Regions from separate parts of the Mus musculus genome. Here regions 1, 2 and 4 are each linked to region 3. A link is a contact called in public HiChIP or PLAC-seq and promoter capture Hi-C data. All regions are on one chromosome and are shown on one strand. Each heading gives the region's core, a stretch centred on a gene start, on an enhancer-like site or on the middle of the called end of the contact. The rest is flanking DNA. Distances are from core to core; before and after follow the strand shown. Region 1 holds the start of Prss50 (protease, serine 50). Region 2 holds the start of Tmie (transmembrane inner ear). Region 3 holds the start of Scap (SREBF chaperone). Region 4 holds the start of Ccrl2 (chemokine (C-C motif) receptor-like 2).

Evidence for each region. Promoter capture Hi-C pulls out the DNA fragments that hold promoters and counts their contacts. HiChIP or PLAC-seq counts read pairs in DNA pulled down with a chosen protein or histone mark. Capture Hi-C pulls out chosen DNA fragments and counts their contacts.
Region 1: a promoter capture Hi-C map of liver shows a contact between it and region 3, with 2.0 times the contacts expected there. The contact joins the promoter of Prss50 here to the promoter of Scap in region 3. A contact is called at or near these places in 8 of 39 promoter capture datasets (the 3T3-L1 cell line, cranial neural crest, embryonic stem cells and 4 more), 2 of 484 Hi-C or Micro-C datasets (the HL-1 cell line and cerebral cortex), 1 of 115 datasets of contacts at active chromatin or transcription factors (large pre-B cells) and 4 of 9 other capture datasets (adipose tissue, embryonic stem cells, liver and 1 more).
Region 2: a promoter capture Hi-C map of adipose tissue shows a contact between it and region 3, with 3 times the contacts expected there. The contact joins the promoter of Tmie here to the promoter of Scap in region 3. A contact is called at or near these places in 8 of 39 promoter capture datasets (the 3T3-L1 cell line, cranial neural crest, hippocampal neurons and 3 more), 3 of 484 Hi-C or Micro-C datasets (the HL-1 cell line, cerebral cortex and liver), 6 of 115 datasets of contacts at active chromatin or transcription factors (astrocytes, embryonic stem cells, large pre-B cells and 3 more) and 3 of 9 other capture datasets (adipose tissue, embryonic stem cells and liver).
Region 4: a contact with region 3 is called in an H3K27ac HiChIP or PLAC-seq map of bone marrow-derived dendritic cells, with 4 times the contacts expected there. The contact joins the promoter of Ccrl2 here to the promoter of Scap in region 3.

Annotation. Positions count from the first base shown.
Region 1 is chr9:110,856,483-110,859,562 of GRCm38.p6, forward strand. Prss50 (protease, serine 50) reads left to right here and starts at 1,485. Exons shown (of 5, transcript NM_146227.4): 1 at 1,485-1,977. The coding sequence starts at 1,509. Prss46 (protease, serine 46) reads left to right here. Exons shown (of 5, transcript NM_183103.2): 5 at 1-40.
Region 2 is chr9:110,878,692-110,881,505 of GRCm38.p6, forward strand. It overlaps Tmie (transmembrane inner ear), which reads right to left and starts at 1,382. Exons shown (of 6, transcript NM_146260.3): 1 at 579-1,382. It overlaps Als2cl (ALS2 C-terminal like), which reads left to right and starts at 1,483. Exons shown (of 27, transcript NM_001146059.1): 1 at 1,483-1,538.
Region 3 is chr9:110,331,986-110,334,849 of GRCm38.p6, forward strand. It overlaps Scap (SREBF chaperone), which reads left to right and starts at 1,371. Exons shown (of 23, transcript NM_001001144.3): 1 at 1,371-1,520.
Region 4 is chr9:111,056,046-111,058,780 of GRCm38.p6, forward strand. It overlaps Ccrl2 (chemokine (C-C motif) receptor-like 2), which reads right to left and starts at 1,473. Exons shown (of 3, transcript NM_001302376.1): 1 at 1,336-1,473; 2 at 721-837; 3 at 1-394. The coding sequence starts at 383.

The DNA.
Region 1 (3,080 bases), core at 235-2,734, 520 kb after region 3:
AGAGCACCTCCCTCATAAAACTTGACTGTTTCTCAAGCTGTGCCTTCTCTGATATTCTTACTCCACGTCTGTCAGAGGTGCGTTGTGCGATCCTGGAGGTTGTTCCCTTGTTTCCCTTAGAATTTCCTCTTTTTTTTTTTTTTTTTAAAAATTACATTTATGTGCGTGCATGGGGGCAAGAGTGGCAGATTTCCCCTAGAGCTGGAGTAGCAAGTGGTTATGGGCCATCAGGTGTGGCTCCTGGGAATCAAACTCAGGTCTTCTGAAAGAGCAGCACACACTTTTAACCACTGGTACAGCTATCCAGCCTGTAGCTTTCACTCTTGCTGACTGGGACTTGAAGTCCCTGCTCTGTGAACCTAGCAGTTCAGTGGCTCCCATATTCCCAAGGCCCCCTCCCTGTGTCTTCCTGTAAGAACTAACTTCCTTCTAGGAGACTTCCTAAGGTCAGATGAGAGACTTGACTCTACCATCTGTGTTCTGCTGCCTTCATGTCTCTGCCAACCCCTAACTTTCCCCTGAGGGGGGGGGGGGTTCCTGATCCCAGCCAGTTCCTCCTCTGTTGCTGGCAGGGGTGAGTGATGTAGGTCCCTGCTTGGAGATTGTGAAGTGACTGTATCCGGGCCTCCTGGTGTGCTTCAGTGACTCCATCAGTGACCTCGGGTCTGCTGGCTAAGAGCGACAGTTCCCCTTCCTCCACCAGGAAGCAGAAATGTGGCAGCAGTGATTGCTTTTGTTCTCCCAGATAGGAACATGAAATCGTCTGCTCAGGTGTCTCTCCCAAGAACCAAGACCTTGATAAGAACAGACTTTGTCTCTTAAGCTAAAAATATACAATTCCTTGCACCAAGGCTCCCAGGAGTTGAGTACATTACTTTTTAAATGTTATTAACTATGTTGCTGAGTCATTAACATGTTCCTCAAAAGCCCAAACATAGTGAACTCCTATTCTCACCGTTGACCGATGGACACTGCACTTCTCCCTTATGGCTCCCACTGCGAGTAAGTGGCTCTAGAGAGCACATTGCTTCAAATATTTCAGCCTTTAAAAATTGTCATTGAAGCCAAGCTTGGCGACTCATACCTATTTCCCAGCACTTGGGAGGCCAAGGTAGAATTGCTGTGAGTTCGAGACCAGCCTAACGAACACATTACTTTGCTTCATCAGTGCCCTGAGACAACGGCCTGCGCTGTTAGCATTCAAGGAGGAAGGCATGGATGCCGGCAGAGGAGGGTAGGGGTATCGACACGTCGGGGATGGCCTTCCTCTCGCTGCTGCGGCTGCTGGTGGAGAAAGCACGGAAGCTTAGAAATTAGCTGAGGCGAGGCATAGGGACCCAGAGAAAGGGCCCAGGAGTCTGAGGAAAGACACAAGGCAGACACTCCTTGCGCGCCTTTAGCGGGAGCGCCCCAGCGAATGGCATCTAGGGGGCGCCACGCAGGCTGGGCACCAGCGCACCATGAGGCGCCCGATGGAGGGCGCCATTGTGGAGGAACCTAGCGGCGCAATGGAGCCCTGGTGCGGGGCAGAGGTCCGTGGGCAGGGCCCTCAGGGTCCCCGTGTGCCTGGGGCTTCCCGCTCCCGCTCCCGCGCCCTTCTCCTGCTGTTGCTGCTGCTGCTGCTGCTCCTGCCTCGGCGGCCGGCAGGTGAGCGCATCCGCCCCCGACGCCCTCCCCGGCACGCCCACCCGCGGCCACCTCTGACTCGCTGGAGACCTTCCACAGGCTACTTGGCCGCAGGAGCATCCCCGGGGACGCTGTCCACCACCGTCCCGACCGGACCCGGGGTCTCCTGTGGCTCCAGAGGCATCTGTCCCTCAGGCAGGCTTCGCCTTCCTCGGCAAGCCCAGACTAACCAGACCACGACGGCTCCACCGAACTCACAGACCATGGCTCCACTGAAAACGGTGGGGACTCTCGGCATGATGGACACTACTGGGTCCGTTCTTAAGACGGTTCATTCCAGCAACCTCCCCTGTGAGTACTGGGCAGGGGAGGTCAGGGAATTCTGACGGATTTTTTGATCTCTAGGGTCAAAGGGTCGAGGTATCAAGGACCCAAAGGAAGAGTAGATAGAAGGAAAAGCAGAAGGGAACGTCCCTGTACAAGTGTTTATTGAGCATGTGGGGTGGGCCAGGCCTTGGGCCTGCCTTCAGGGTCCTTTGCTTATGGGCCTTCCATCCTGGTGATGGGGGCAGGCTGAGGAAAGTCAAAGCTCGTGCTGGAAATGCTGAGTTTGGGGGTGCTGTCGGGGTACTCAGAGCTGGCTGCTGGCCAGATGCCTCTCTGGCCACTGCAGGTCCTCCTTTGATCTAGCTTGCCCCTGTCTCAGGTTTCCATCCGGGAACCCACAGTGTAACTCCAAGAGGCCTGTGTGAGACTTCTTGTGGGGTCTGCAGAGCACACCTGGTGTTTTAATTTTCTTGCTGTTTGGTGTGATAGAGCCACTTGGGGGTGGGGACTTTATTTTCCTTAAGTTTCCAGGTCACAGTCCATCACTGAGGAAAGCCAGGGTGAGAACCTGGAGCAGAAACTATGGAGGAGGGCTGCTTGCTGTCACACTCACTCACGGGACCGTGCTTAGCTTGATTTCTCATATAGCCCAGGCCCACCTGCCTAGGGATAGTGCCACTCCACAGAGGGCTGTGCCATCCAGCATAATTAATAATCAAGACAACCCTCACCCCGCCCCCAACGAATTACCCATAGGCCAATCTCATTTAGACAATTTATCAGTGTAGGCTTTTCTTTCCCATGTGTCAAGCTGGCAATTAAACTTAACCAGTATACTTTCACATAAACAATTGTCTGTGGTTGAGACCCACATAAGAGATAGTTATTATCCTAGCATTCAAGGCAGCCGCTTTAACTGCCTCAGAAAGTATAGCAGGGTGCATCAAGGTACTGTGTGTGGCACATGCTGATAGTCCCTTGGCTGAGTATCTTTTTAAATGCTGTGGTGGGCTGGGGGAGATAATCACTCAGTGGGTAAGAGAGCTCTTACCATGCAAACAGGAGGGCCTGAGTTTAAGGCCTATGAGTGGGTGTGGTCCCATGCTCCAGTAACTCAGCATTTTGGG
Region 2 (2,814 bases), core at 132-2,631, 550 kb after region 3:
GGAGAGTATTGAAAGCAGCAAAGCTGGGGTTGAGGTGTCACCTCAGTTCAGTACTTGCATGTAGGCATGATCCCCAAAACCCATGTGAAAAAGCAAGGTGTGGTGGCAGACAATTGTAATCCCATTACAGGGAGGCAGGGACAGTCAGGTACTCACTGGGCACTCAGTCTAGTCTATGTGGTTAGGTGAAGGCCTATGAGAGGCTGTCTCAAAAAAAAAAAAAAGCACCAGAGGAGACACAGCCAAACATCACACACACACACACACACACACACACTCACACACTCACACACTCCTGCATGGATATACATACACATCATACATGAAAAAAAAAAAAAAGAACCTGTAATACATTTATCTTTTAAAAAAGTATTTACAAGAAAGAAAGAAAAGGCTGGAAGGAAGGAGATGTTTTGGCCGAGTGGAGAGGGAAGAAGAGGCTCGGGAGGGTTCTTGACGATGGAGAGACCAAGATTGGAGCAGGGAAGTGAACAAGAGCAGCAACCGCGGTAGGGTTCTTGGGCAACAAACTTGGAGCCTGCCACTGTAGGGCAGATTGGCAGAACTTAAATGCTCACCAGAAAGCACCCCAAGGGAGCCAGGGATGCTGAAGTTGGCAGGCCCCTTCTGAGAAACTCTTAGAAGTCTCTTTTCTCTCTGGCAGAATGCATGGAGGCTGTCCAAAACTTGGGTAGGGGGCAGGTGGACTATCCTTGCTCTTTCACAGCTGTCTCCTCCCCAGGCTTCTCTCTGTACTCAGGCTTGGAAGGCTTAGAAGCAACTCAGCCAGGCTAGTCAGCAGCTCCTAGAGGCCGGGTGCCACTGCAGGTGGAGGGGTGACTTGCTTGCTGGCCAAAAGGGAGCCCGGCAGCTGGACAGCAGGCCTCTTTGTTACAGGTTTGAACCATGGTCCCTCCTCCTTCCAAGACTTTGGTTTGGAACTGCGCTGCTCTTTCCAAGGTCGAAGGCTTTGGCACAGGAAACTGGCCAGCTTCAGGCTGTACCCGGAATGAATGCAGGGGGCCTCCTTCAAGGTTACACACAGCAGTAGCTGCTACCAAAGCATGCCCAGTTCAGGGTCTTCGGATCATCATGGCCAACTGCTCTAAGCAACAAGTTTCCCGAATCTACCCAGGGCTCCTTCGCGGGTGTGTGAGGGTGAGGGGGGGGGGGTGCCCAGTGACCCAAAGGGGGTCGGCAAGATTTCAGAGCTACAGCCTGGGCAGAGTTGGTGGGTAAGGAAATCGGGGTGGCCCCAGGCACTGCCTGCCGTCCTCGGATCTGGAGAGGGAGGTAAAAGGCGAAAGACAGCCAGGGTGCGATCCTGGGGAGCTCGCGGACCGACCGAAGGGGAGCTTTCGCAGTCTGGCGGGAGAGGCTCTGGGAGAGAGTTGTTGGCTTGGGGACATTCCGAGGCCGAGCCCCGCCTCCTCGGAGACGCCCCCGCGCGAACAACACCTCGGGGCGGGGCGCGGAGAGGAAGGGCGGCCCGGCGCGGAGCTGCGCGGCCACTCGGGGCACCGCGGCGCAAAGCGCAGGTAAGAGCGCGCGTCGGTGGGCGGGGTCCGCTGCCCCACGAGCTCAGCTGCGGGTGGGGGCTCTCTCCTCCTCCCGCTGCCATGGTCACGAGCCCTCCATCTTCGGTCTCAGCTTCCTCCTCCCGGTCCCGTGGCCGCCCGGCTCCGGTTTAAACGCAGCGCGGGGTCCAACCCCTAGCAGCAGTGCGGAGCGCGAGCACCGTGCCCTGCGTCCAGGCCAGAACCCAGGTGCGAGTTTATCACCCAGAGGGAGAGAGGCTGCCAGGAGCAGGTGACCTGGCTGGTCAGGGCGGAAGGGCTGACAGAGAAGCCGAAAAGGTGGTGTTGCCTGCCTGGGAGGAGCCTAGACGGATGTCCGAATGTTGGAGCAGAGTAGTTTGGAACTGACTAATGCAGTCGGGAAAAGCTAATGCGGAGACTGGGAGGCATGTAGGGCAAGAGAGGCAGAGAAGGGGCTGAAGACTGGAGGGCCCGTGTGACAGTTTTGTGCACTTGCCTGGAGCACTTTCTCCACTGCCCACCGGGCATGTAGGTTGATTAATGGGCCTCTAGCATAGTCCAGGAAAAGCAGAAATAAGGTCCATGCCACTCCAGATCAGGAAATACCAGAGTGAGTGCCATGCTAGGGTGCGGCTTAAGGGGCCTGAGGGGCCAGAACTGGGTGAGGGCAGGGAAGGCCCCAGTGACCCTGCTTGGGAGCGATCTGGTGTGGACAGAGGCCAAGAATGCAAGGGAAAGGTCTAGCTACTGTTTAGATGGCCACAAGGACAATAGCTGAGTCACCTGTGCACCCAGCTTAACTTTTTTGGCCTCACCCTGCAGCTTTTGAACCAAGTCTACCCGGGGTGAGAAGGGAGGCTGGGCCCTACTAGGAATGCTGGGTGTACCTCAGTGAGTCACCCAGCACCTCTGAGCCACTTAGTTCTCGTGAGCCTGTTAGGGCTGGGAGTGAGGGGCCTGGGTCTGAGCTCTGCACCTGATCTACAGATAGTATCTCTACACCCTCCTGGACTTTCCATGCCTCAAATTCACCGTTTGCACAGCCTGCCACTCAGGACCCCAGAGTTGGCAGGAGGGAGAGTATGAGGAAGCCGTGTTGTTGACCAGAGGGCTATGGGATGGGTGCTGGGCCCAGGGCTAGAGAGAATATTCTTGCTGGCTCATACTCTCAAACACTCGTGTCTGGCCTTTTACTCACGACACCGCTTCTAGCTCCTAGCTGGGAGACTTCTATATCAGACTCCAGATGTAGCCTTCCTGGGCCACCTTTACCATC
Region 3 (2,864 bases), core at 121-2,620:
CCCCCCACTCTCCCCTTCTCCTTTCCCCCCTGAGGGCCTATAAAAACTGGGACCTCTTTCCCCTCGAGGTCGACTCCTCTAACCCTGCGTGGGATATGAGTCATCCCCAGAGCTCTGGCTTTCCCCGAATAAAGCCTCATGTGGTTTGCATCAAGCTTGGTCTATCGTGAGTTCTTGGGTGTCTGCTATTATCCTGAGGCCTGAGCGAGAGGCTCCTCTGGGGAGTCTTTCACCACCACTGCCAGTTTGCTGGGGGTTAAGGCTCATATTCAAGGCTGGGCAAGCAGTATATCAACTGAGTTACATCTCTACCAGAAACCTGCTTTATAGAATAACCCTATTCCAAAGGCTGAAGTGGCCACCTCTGATTTGTTTTGCACGGTGACTATACTTATATTTTCTCTTCCCCCACCACTGGTGCCCTTGAGGGCAGGTACAGGGTCTGTTCTACCTTAGTATGCCTTGGGGGTGAGCAAGAGTGACACGAAAGAAGTATGTTTAAGGTAGCAAGATGGGGGCAGGTGGCCACTCTGACCTGTGACACTCAGAGAGTCAAGACATTGGTAGTGTGGTTGAGATCTCTCCACAGGCAGGCCTGAGGACAAATGGAAACATAGCAACCAGGGTTGGTGCTGTTGCTGAGTGTCTGGAACCTCACTTTCCCCAAGGCCAAATGAGAGAACACACACCATATGCTTAACTCAGCATTTACCAGAGCAGTCACTCAGCATAATCCGTTACATGTGCAAGTCGACTGGTGGCAGTTCAGAAGGTGGAAGAGACTCAGACACCCATAGTTCCTCTACGTGGGAATAAACACTGAGTATATATCTTCCACTTTACCCTATGCATTGTATTTTTAACAAAAATGGAATCCTAACACCAGCTTGGTTTTGAACTAGCTTTCATTATAAGTGCTCATTTAACATCCTTGGTGTTGGAGGCTCCTATACCTAGTTCATCAACTGAATACACTTGCTATTTAGCTCAGTTGCTTCTAATTCCCTGGTTTGTTTTTCTTTTTGATGCTGCTGTGGATCAAACCCAGGGCCCCTAGCGTCTCAGGCAAGCTCTCTACCACTGAGCCATACACCCAGCCCCGCTTCTAATCCTTTGGCACTATAAAGCATGGAACACGAGCTCTTGTGCATGTTCTCAATCACTTCCCAGGACAGTGATGCTGTCAAAACTCTGAAGTGCTACTAGCCACCTTTTTCCAGGCCACAGGCAACTCCAGTACTTCCTCTCGCAGTTGTGTGGCAGGGGACCACCAGGGGGCGAACCCGAGCCGTTGGCAGTGCCAGACTACGCATGCGCACGCCGCCGGGAGCACGTGTGGAGGGCGGCGGAGCGGGAGGGGAAAGGTAGGAGTTGAGAGGTGAAGGGGCGGGGAGCTGCGCGGGCGCCGGGCGGCCGGGAGGGAGAGGGCGGGCTCCAAACACCGGACCGCGGGCCAGGAGCGCGCAGGCCGTTCTCCGCCGCTCGGTCGCCGCCGCCCGGGAGCTGCCTCGCTGCCACAGGTACCTCAGCGCGCGTCTGCACGGTGCGGCTGGGCCCCGGCGCCGGCCTCGCGCCGCTCGTGCCCGGGAGTTCCGGGATGCGGGCGAGCCCGGGCAGGGGCGCGCGGGCGTGGGCGCTGTCCAGCAGCCCGAGGCGCGGCTCCGGAGACCGCAGTCTGGAGCTGGGGGCCGGACGGTCTCGCGTCCCCCTTCCCGACCGCGCCCCCGCCCGGGCCGAGCTGCCTGGGTCGCGATGGGTTCAGGCTGAGTGAGCTCAGGCAGGTAGGCTCGCCGCTGGATCCTGCTTTGGGGTTGTCTGGGGTTGTCTGGGTGAGGGCTAGACCCTGTGACTCAGTCCTGCCTCTTTCCGAAGATCCGATAGCCAGGCAACATGTAGATTCTCTGCTGGGAGTGCTCGGTTTCTGGTTTTATGTGTTGCTTAAACCTAAACTTTGCTCGCTTATGTTGCTTATGTTTACTTCCAGGTGGTTTTGTTGCATCAGGGTTATAATGGGATAGCGCTAGCTGCAGCGAGTCCCGGGTCCACACTGCATCTCAGAAAGTTGTGCAGATGGTGGCGATGAAGAGGAGGGCAGTGAGCCACAGGTGGCGGCGGGTGAGGGGTGGGAGTGGGAGTGGGGTCCTGGAGGTAGTCTTCCTTAGTTTAGCTTATTTATCTCTTATGGTGACGGAAGCGATGAATAAATAAGTTCATGATGATCTTGTAGTAATTCTTGTGAAGTCGACATAGGAACAGTCTTTAATGATGCGTTTGGGTGCGTTTGTAGAGTTTGCTTATGCAGTGTGCAGCCATCTCAAGGTGTGCTAAACATTAAAGCTTTTCTTAGAGTCAGGATCAAGTGTATCTAGTTAGTGCTGAATGCATTTTAGGTGTAACCTGTGTGATGCTCAAGTGAAGATTGTATGTTATGAAGTATATGCTAATGTATTTCAAATCTAAAGGCTTTTTATATATTTGCAGCGTTTCTGCTTGGCAAATATTTTGTTTGTATTGTTTTTTTAACGACCAACAGGAAATACAAGTATAAACATTATTCCTATACTCATTATTAAGTTACTTGGGGACGTGTGCCTAGGGCATTGGTCTGCCACTGAGTAACACCTGTGGCTTTTTATTTTGAGTTGGGCTTCATTGCCCAGGCTGACCACAAAGTTTCATCCTCCTGCCTCGGTTTCCTGAATATGTGGGATAGCAGATGTGTGTGCTCCTGCTCCTGCTCGGCACTCATTCTTTGGTCAGGTTGAAAAGCAAGAACTGGCTTCCCCTTACTTGAAACTCCGTTGTTGTTGAATACTCTCTTGTTACTGTGTGTGTGGGGGGGGGGGGGCGGGTGGGAAGTACCT
Region 4 (2,735 bases), core at 223-2,722, 720 kb after region 3:
AGGATGTTGGAAAACACCTCGCTGTATAAGCCCGAGGAGTGGAGTCCGACAAGAACTTTACAGGTCCCATTGCCAGGGCTTTCCCCGTGTGCTGCAGTATGGGCCCAGAACGGCAGGGGAAGCAGGAAACACAGGTTTGAAAGTGCCAGGTTTAGGAAGTAGATGTTCCCCAGATTCTTGAGTCCTTTGTATTTCACCAAGATAAACACCGCCAGCACGTTGTCCAAGAGACCCACCGCAAACACCGCGCAGCAGAACTGCAGCACCTGCTGGGGGGAGAGGAACTCGGGGGCCGGAACTTGGTCCGGCCCACTGTTGTCCAGGTAGTCGTCTAAGATTAGGACATCATATTCATCGTCCGGGGCCACTGTGTAGTTATCCATCGGAGGCTGTCCTGTGGGGAAACCAGAGGTCATGATTCCCCTCCATCCGACAGCCAAAGACTGAAAGTAACTATGCCCCCACCCCCCACCCCAGCGTGGGCGGCCGTACTCAAATCTCCTCATTAAGCACCCAGGGACCACGCTGCTAATGTGACAGAAACTGCCTGGTACAGAAAGAGTCAGGGACGTTAAAGCCACTTAAGTTCTTTGGTTGAAACGAGACTCTACGTGGGAGATAGGATCTAAGAAAACAAAGAGTTAAAAACAACCAGAGACTGGCTTAAGCTTCAGAAGTTGGTGCCCGCCTACTTCCCAGATGTTTAAAACAGTTTCTTACCTTGCTCACCGGACAAAACAGCGTCGTTTGAGGCAGGTTGCTTGATATTTTTTCTCTCAAGGGATATAAACAGATGTTTGCAAAAGTGAAACTGCGCTGGTCAAGCACGAGGACAAGCTGGCGAGATAAAGATAACCGTTTGACTGAGTTCCCAAGGGTGGGGAAGGGTGCAGCCCCATGATCTACCATCCAGGGGGCTGTGGGAACAGTGGGGTCAGAGAAACACCACTTCCTTCTGAACAGACTGGTCATGACCCGGAGAAGCCAGAGAAGGCACTGTTTATTCCTCTGAGGCTCTCCCGTCCAGACACAGCTTTCACGGGCCAGCTGGAATCAAGTTCTGAAAGCCTCTCTCAGGAGCTTCTGTCAGCCGCAGAGAAATTGAGAAGTTGTTTTCATCTCTCCCTCTCCCGGTATCCCAAGTTTGACTTCTCTGTACCTCTTAGCCAGCTGTCCTCCAGGCTGCCTCGGATAAGGACACTAACCCACGCCTGCTTCCAGTGATAATCAGAGTGTGATGTCAGAAGCCGAGACGCACCACCCCACCCCCTGGCTTCTGACATAAGTTCCCTGAGTAGATAACAGTTTCCAGAGTACAAACGTGTCCATACTCACCAGAGAACATGGAAGCAAGTGGTATCAGTCGGGAAGGAGGTTGGGGACAGAGCTGGACAGAAAAGGAGCGCTGCTAAATGCAAGTCTGGTGTGAGCATTCCTACGTCAGAAAGCAAAGAGTGTTGCAAGCAGCTGGAAGGAAGCAGTTGATGCTGGGACACTTGATGTAGCTGACCCCGCTCAGGGGAAGCCCCGGGGGAAAGTCCTGTGTGAGGACGTGTGGGACACGGTCAGGTGGACTGTGAGGAGGGGAGACTTGGTTTCCAATGGAGAATGGGGATGAAGAAAGGAATTGGACAGTTGCCTGGTCTTGGAGTGGAAGGGAGTGGGCGGGAGGAGAAGGATGCTGGTTAAAGATGGGTATTTCAAGAAGAAGAAGAAGAACTTCAAAGAGTTGGGGGGGAGGGGCGGGAAGCATGTGTAAACTGCCCTCAGGCCCACGACTCTGTGTAGCTATGGCTGACCTAATCTGGGGACTAGGTGATGTCTGTGATTTAGGCACATCCTTTGCATTATCAGCATGTGAAACGGAAAGTGTAACTATAAAAACAGAAATAGGTAATGAAGAGACCAATAAGAAAACAGAAAGAAAAGAGCCCAGATAAACATGAGTGAACATTAAGCCCCGAGCATCCTGGAAGCTAGGACAGAAAATGAAACTCACCCTGGAGCAGGGAGAACCCAGAACGGAGGCACTTCCTAATAAGGTCTCTCCTCCCCCAGTAGGGGGTATCTATGCATGAGTGGGAATCTCCAGGTCCCAGGATGCCCTGTCTACCCGTGGACATGGCTACAGTCCAGGGTCCCCTGAGCTGTCAGCCTCCTGAGATCTCTCCCTTCTGCAGCTAGATGTCCCGGAGCCACACCATGACACCTGGCCTGTGAGTAAGGGAAGTGGTTCATAGTTCAGTCCTAGACAGGAGGCAGACTCACAAGCATTCACAGTGCTCATTAGATGCGTAAGGGGTGGAGGTGGTAGTCGGTCCCCTATATGCTTTCTGTGCTTTGTGTTACACCCTGATGGTAAACTAAAATCTCTCCAGGAAAAGGACAGGTCTGTAAATTCAAGATCGCTCCGACTTCTCTCGTCGTGTGGCCCTAACTTCCAGTATTGCTTGATTTTGGTCTGATTCCCAGCATTTGCCTGTCCACATTCAGGCCATAGGATTATTTTTTTTCCAAATTAGCATACAAAAGAAAGTATTTCATTATGGCATATTCATGCATATGTGCCACTATTCGTTGTTCTTATTCATCCCTAACCCTTTCCCTGCCCCTTCTTGTTGGTCATCTTTCTACCCCATGACTGTTTCTCCTTCTGCTTTCATGTCACATGTATCCCATCATAACTTTTCTCTTGTTCTTTGCCTAAGATCCCTTCCTCCCCCATCATGGCCTCC